2 separate regions of the Macaca mulatta genome follow, and region 1 is linked to region 2. Evidence: chromatin contacts called from public Hi-C data. All regions are on one chromosome and are shown on one strand. Each heading gives the region's core, a stretch centred on a gene start, on an enhancer-like site or on the middle of the called end of the contact. The rest is flanking DNA. Distances are from core to core; before and after follow the strand shown.

Region 1 (3,201 bases), core at 661-3,160, 160 kb after region 2:
TAACCTCAGGTTTTGTGTAAGAGAAAAAACAAGTTTATTTATAAAGCAGAAGCACTGACTCTGCCTGCCTTGTCACCTAATCGCCTTTTGGTTTTCAAGGTTTTCACAATTTGCACGCTTCTTAATTGCCATGTATCCTGGCAATCAGGAGCCCAGTCATACTCAGCATAAGGAAAGCCACCTCTGCAATAGCTGACAACGGCCAGGGGAACTTGGTTTGTCACCACATGCCACAAAGGTGCGTGACTGTCCTTGGGGCAGCTTTAGATTTGTCATACCTGGCCCTAGATCATGCAGTTGAAGATCTTTCGATAATATTCATCTGCATTACATTCGACATACTAAGAGAACTGTTTCTGTAGAAGGTTAAAACACTGACTTTTCTACCCTTTCTGAGCTGTTTCCTCATTGCCAGGACTTGAATGAATTTGGAACTGTTCCAGTGCTCAGTGACTTCACTGTTCTCACCTTGTGGCATAACTTAGGTAGTTGGGCAACTCCCCTACCCTTGCCTGGACTCTTGCTGTCAAAGCCCTCCACTGATAAAGTCTAGGCCGATCACACCCTAAAGCATTTCTCATATGTATGGATTTGTTTCTTATCTATACCTGAAGAATGGCGCTGGTGAGGTACCACCTTTGGGAGAATTGAGAACATCATCTCTGAGATAATTCTCTGTGCTTTGTGGCTCAAATGAGTAGAACAGTTCCAAAGGGAGTGACATCTGCGTGAGATCAGTGGGGGGACATGCTGTATCCTCCCGGGGACAGCCTTGTTCATTTAATTCGTTCATTTCAGGCTGACTGTGGAGTAGACCCAGCCCTGATGATAGCAGACTTCCAGGAGCTGTTGGTGAGAAGGCTTCGGTGTGTCCACACAGAGCAGAACTGAAATTTTTCCACCCCGTGCAGATCAAACACCGCAGCAAGTGAAGTGTTTCAGAGTCCTTCCTAAGCAAACTGTAGTTTTCCCCAGAATGTCACAGGAAGTGCTGCTGGTGATTCATCAGGTTAAAATGCTCCTCATGAGTCAGAAGTAAAGGGAAGCTGCTGCTCTGTGTGGAGGGCGAAGAATCGTGGCTGGCCCTGAGGGTTCCAGGGGTGGGGCGGGGCAGAGCTGCTTACTAACCGATTAGAACGTTCCAGTAACAACACTCGAATGGCTGCTGGAAAACACAGTGAAACCCTTGCCTATGGAAACCTTTTAATAAAAGAATAAAAATAAAATAGGCTTGGAGATACAACTTGCCAGAGGGAAACCAACCAGTAGAGCTGCCTTTCCCGTAAGTCCCTGTTGCAGCCCAGCCAAACCTCTGGCTGCCTGTTTTATTAGAGTCAGGCCAAAGGCCCATCAGGTGCCTCCAGTTTATGACTTGGTTTAAATCAGTCAGTTGAACTGGGGCTGAGTGGTCATCTGGTCTACCCACTAGCCTCTACAGCCACTAACTTCAGGATATCATCTCTAACAAAGTCCTCAATCCAAGACTGAATTGAATGCTAGGAGTAGGGAAAAGGGAAGGCACAGTAGGGTCATGGCTGAAAGCTAAGCATACATTTGTATCTACTTAGGGAATTTTTAAATCAACTAGAAAAATCAAGATAAAACACATGTGAAATGATTTTAAAGTGCACATTTAAAAAAAGGGACATAAAACACAACCAGTATTGCTGCTTTCTACTCTGATACTGCTCTTAGCCCCCTAAGGTCAGCCACCCATCTCTTCGGGTCGGTGTGTGAAGTGACACAGTAGGAAGATGGGCACAGAGAGAGCCCCTGGTCCAAGCCGGCCGTCATTCAGCTGAGAAGACGGCATTCCTGGAGGCTGCACGCACACCATGCCGCCGCACCCTCTCCAGCTGATCTGTGGCCAAGCTGCCTCACAGGCAATACTGAGCATGTTTTATATAAGGGTTTCAAAGCTGCTGCCGCTGCTGCCACTGCTGCAGTGGCTGTAACCTGGCCTTCAATGTCTCTGTCTAGACAGATGCATGATTGAATAAAGGATTCATCCAAGCCCTATGTCACCCTGGCCATCTGGAAAGTCGCCAACCACTCATTTAGCAAATTGCTATGTTTAAATGCAGCTGCTGTGTCTCAATGTTTATGCTACCAAGACAGATCGCATGATTCCTCTTCTTTCATTTATCTACACCGCTCCTTTTAATCTGCCTAGGAACTTAAAAGGCTGTTAATGCATGACAAGGCACTTGACCCGTGTGATTTCCAAGCCAAGGGGGAGCATCCGTCTTGCACTGGGTCGTGCTTTCCTCAAAAGCAAGGGCACCTTGCCTGTACTCCCGTCTTAATGAAGGCTGCCTTTATTAAGAATCCCATTAAGCTCCACAGTGCCCAGCCATCCGACACTGTAAATATGACCCTTTAGAAATGCATCCAGGGGCCCTGTGCAGGCAGCTGGCCTGGTAGCAAGCACTAGCCCTGGCAGTCGGGAGGGAACCTCAGACCTCAGCTGTCTATAGAAGGGAGGGCATTGTTTGATGGGCTGATGCTTCTCTCCTTTTGGAAAGATGAATTACAATCTTTGGCAGATAATGTCAACAAAACCCCTGAGATGATTTAAATAAGAGTTGGAAGCAAAATGATTTCAGAATAGCAATGAGCTCTTGGGCGTTTTACCTTGGTTTTCTTATTTTTAAGGAGGAAAAGGAAGGAGACAGCCAAGATTAGGCAGTTTGTCACCTGGATATCACTGGTCACTTTGGCGTGGTGCTGACTATTATCTGTTATTTATCAGATTAAATAATTTTGGTGACCACTGCTTACATAAATTGCCTACCTCTTTTGGGGGTCACAATATAATTAAGTCTGGAAGTCAGAAGTCAAAATCAGTGAGTGTTTATCAAATGAATATCGTGTTCTCAGTCCTTAGCTAGGCCCATTGGAAAAGCAACAAAACAGCACAATAAATGATCTGTGCCATTAAATCCTATTGGGAGACAAAAAGAAACAAATACAAGAGAATCTAGCACAGTGAGGAGTGAGGATGTGGTCTTCAGAACCAAATCCCAGACGCAATTCTGAGGTGTTCACCTTGTGAGCCTCAGTTTCCTCACTGGCGAGAACAGGTGGACATATCTCTCTCCAAGTTATTTTCAGGAGTGATTGAAACAGTCTTTACAACGGTAAGAACCCAGCGGATTCTATTAGCGGTAGTCAGAGGGTGTGGGATCTTGACTGTAAACG
Region 2 (3,288 bases), core at 476-2,975:
TGATATGCACACTCGAATGTCCCCAGTCAGAGGCAGACACTTTCCAGGTTGATTTTAATTTCTCTAGGAGCCTGAAAGGTTGGAAAGAGCATGGAATCTGAGCCCAGGTCCCTGGGTTGGAGCTGCTGCCAGTTACAAGCTGTGATACTGTAAGCAAATCATGACATTCCACTGCGGTTGCCTCTGGAATGGAGAGGATGCTACTCTGCTCCTTCAGTTTGTGACGCATGCTATGTGAGGTCATCTAAGGGAAGCCATTAGGGAAACAGTGACAGCACAGGGGTGAGGAGCTCACATAACTCCTTGTCCTACAAGGGATTGAGCTTCAGGGGCCACTGTGGGGTTGAAGTCAGGGATTCTGTGGGGTGGTCAGGGGCTCTGTGGGTGGAGTCAGGAGCTCTTTGGGGAGGAGTCAGGGCTGTGGGTGGAGTCAAAAATCTGTTGGGTGGAGTCAGGAGCTCTGGTGGGGTGGAGTCAGAGCTTTGTGGGTGGAGTCAGGGGTTCTGTTGGGTGGAGTCAGGGCTCTGTGAGGTGGAGTCAGGGCTCTGTTGGGTGGAGTCAGGCATTCTGTGGGTGGAGACAGAGCTCTGGTGGTGGAGTCAGGGCTTTGTGGGTGGAGTCAGGGGTTCTGTTGGGTGGAGTCAGGGTTATGTTAAGTGAAGTCAGGGCTCGGTGGGGTGCAGTCAAGGCTCTCTGGGGTGAAGTCATGGCTCTGTGGGTGGAGTCAGAGCTTTGTGGGTGGAGTCCGGGGTTCTGTTGGGTGGAGTCAGGGCTCTGTGAGGTGGAATCAGGGGCACCGAGCTACTTATTGGAGGCTTTCTGGAGGGAGTCCGTGGCTCTGGCAGGGCGATGGTTGTGGGGTAGTGAAGCTGCACTGGGAGCTGGTGCCTGCTTGCTGACTGATGAGCATTCTGGGGACTGACGTGGGGAGCAAAGGCCCACCTCTCTCTCTACCTGTTTAAGGCCCACGACATGGCTACAGAGTGGAGAAGGTGTGAAGGCTGACCCCCCGTCCTGAGAGGACAGCAGGGGCCTGGGCGTGTCGGCATGGTGCTCCTTGAATCTCAGGAGAAAAGGCCTAGGACGCAGAGGGATGGTGGATGCTGGGCCCTGGCGGGTGGATGGAGGGAACCGAGACGGGTAGAAATTCCTGGAAAATGAAGACAGCGCTATTTCAGAGGGGGAATATCCCTGCATCAGAGGAGGAAGCTGCTGACGTTTGCTGAAAGGGAAAGGAACGTGCAGGACAGCGATGGTGGCAGCAGCTGGGCCGCTCAGGGCAGGCGAGTGTGTGCTCCGCGGCCCTAAGCCTACACCGGCCCGGTCCTTCCCTTGGGGCAACGGGACCTCCCCGCAGGGACCTGCGCATGGGGACTGGGGCACGGGACAGGGCTCCGCAGAGAAGACGGGCCTGCGCGGGGCAGCTGGGCCCACCAAGGCTGCCAGACAGCCCAAACCCTTCCCAGGCTGCAGGGAGGCCCCAGCTGGTGTGGCCTCAAACCCGGCATCTGTTTCTTCACTCCTGAGGCTCCCTTTGAACTTGAACCTTGCAAAGCCCAAGTAACAATAAAAAAGCCAAGGAACAGGTGCTGCTGCAGAGAACGGAGGACAGGCCGGCTGGGAGCCTCAGCGGGTGCCGCCTTTGTTTCAGTGCCTTCAGTCTCCCCACTCCCGCATGAAACTGCTCGGGACCCACGTCAGCGCCAAGTTCCAACAAGGAAAATATAGCAGCGCACAATATGTTGTTTTGGCAGAAAGCTATGAATTTTAGTATGGAATGTCTGTCACAGGGCCCATCCAATTAACTCACTTGTCGAGAAATCAGAATAAATAGTTGAGAGGAGGCGACTGCAGCTTTGCTCAGACCTTTATTTCTTATTTGTTTTCGTGGTGAAGCAGGTCTGCAGTCACCAGGATGTATATTTAGGGCAGGGAAGGAGAGAATACGCATCTTCACGGTGGTTCTCCCTTTGGAGGGAAAGAAGGGTATTTTCTATGCATTTTGGAGGAGGGAATTCTGGTGAGCTTCTGTTTTAGAAAAGTGTTATGGAGGCAACCCTGGCAAACTCCCTCGAGTTTTGGACTCAGCGCTGTTGAGTCTGAGACAAGGACTGGGCCGGACCAGGGAAGTTTCTCTTCCTCCTTAGGTTTTCCACAGTGGCTGCTGAGCGTGGCAGTGCCGGGTGAGTGGGTCGGCAGCCCCACCTGACCCCGCATCTGAGCCTGGGCCGAGCTTCCTGACGGGAGGACACCGGGTGCTCTGGGTTAGCAATGGCAGCTGGCACTTGGGGGTGCTGGCATGCCTCCCAGGGTGCCTGCTGTGCCCAGAAACTTTGACATTTGTGTGGACTCCCTGTCAGAAGCCCTGCTGCATCGTCGAGGCCCTTGGGAAAGAGGCACCTCAGATATTCAGCAAGGGGGCTTCTCTGGGAGGGCACCGGCCATGCCTGTGCTCCACCCGTGTGAATTCTCAGGGGCAGGAGCTCCGTGCAGCCGCGGGCAGGGTGCTCTCCCTGTTCCACAAATTGCCAGCTATGATTTACAGACATTCAGCAGATAAAACTCTGAAGGAGTCTTCTGGTGGCTCTCTGAATGTAGAGCCTTGCTACAGCAGAGATGAAACCCAAAGCCAGTTTATAACAGCCTGCATTCTTGAGTTTTGAAGGAACCTAATGTGAGCCAGTTTTATGTAGCCAGAGGGACAGCCAGGGGAATACATTTCAGCTGCCCAAGAAAAAACTTGGCCCATAGCTCCCCCACACCTTTTTCCAGCCCAGTGCTTCTGAAAACCACCCTCTCTCTAATCCCAAGGGCCCCTGGCCTCCCCTTTGAAGTATTCACACTCGGGGGGTGGGGTGCAAGGGTTTACATCAATATTTCTCCAATAGTGGGGCAAGAGCCAATCCAAGGCAAAACCATTTTTTGACCTTTGCTCTCATGAGCAAAATGCCCCCAAGTCATGAGGACCTGGAAGAAGGGAAGGGCACCTTCTCTGTAGCCTGCCATCCACATCCGAGGCTGTCAGTCAGGAGGCAAAGGCACGGTCTTCAAGGGCTGCAGACTAAGTTCGTCTTTGTGCTCCGGTGCTGCTTCCATTTCAAAGGCTTCGCCAGCGAATCCCGTGAGTCATTCCTGGAACCTTCAGGAGTCTCCATGGTGATGGGGTTGAGTGGGCCTGGGGGAAGCCAGCATTCACTCCACTTCCCAACAAGTTCCTCTTTTCTGATTTTTTTTTCCTTTTTTTTTCAATAGAGACTGGGGCTGAGGCTTGAGCTTTTTTGTTTTTTT

Evidence for each region. Hi-C and Micro-C count contacts between places; a contact is called where the count stands out from the background.
Region 1: a contact with region 2 is called in a Hi-C map of fetal cortical plate, with 2.4 times the contacts expected there. The contact joins two enhancer-like sites. A contact is called at or near these places in 3 of 14 Hi-C or Micro-C datasets (fetal cortex germinal zone, fetal cortical plate and liver).

Annotation. Positions count from the first base shown.
Region 1 is chr17:10,871,476-10,874,676 of T2T-MMU8v2.0, forward strand. No RefSeq gene overlaps it. Among named protein-coding and RNA genes, the nearest start is that of TEX26, 100 kb to the left of the region's middle. Within about 2 kb of position 1,911, at least 18 of the 40 cell types and tissues checked have an H3K27ac peak or open chromatin away from gene starts, as enhancers often do. A contact at or near this core is called in fetal cortical plate, where this site is marked.
Region 2 is chr17:10,711,831-10,715,118 of T2T-MMU8v2.0, forward strand. The region is part of intron 2 of LOC144336244 (a long non-coding RNA gene); the gene reads left to right. Among named protein-coding and RNA genes, the nearest start is that of MEDAG, 33 kb to the right of the region's middle. Within about 2 kb of position 1,726, at least 13 of the 40 cell types and tissues checked have an H3K27ac peak or open chromatin away from gene starts, as enhancers often do. A contact at or near this core is called in fetal cortical plate, where this site is marked.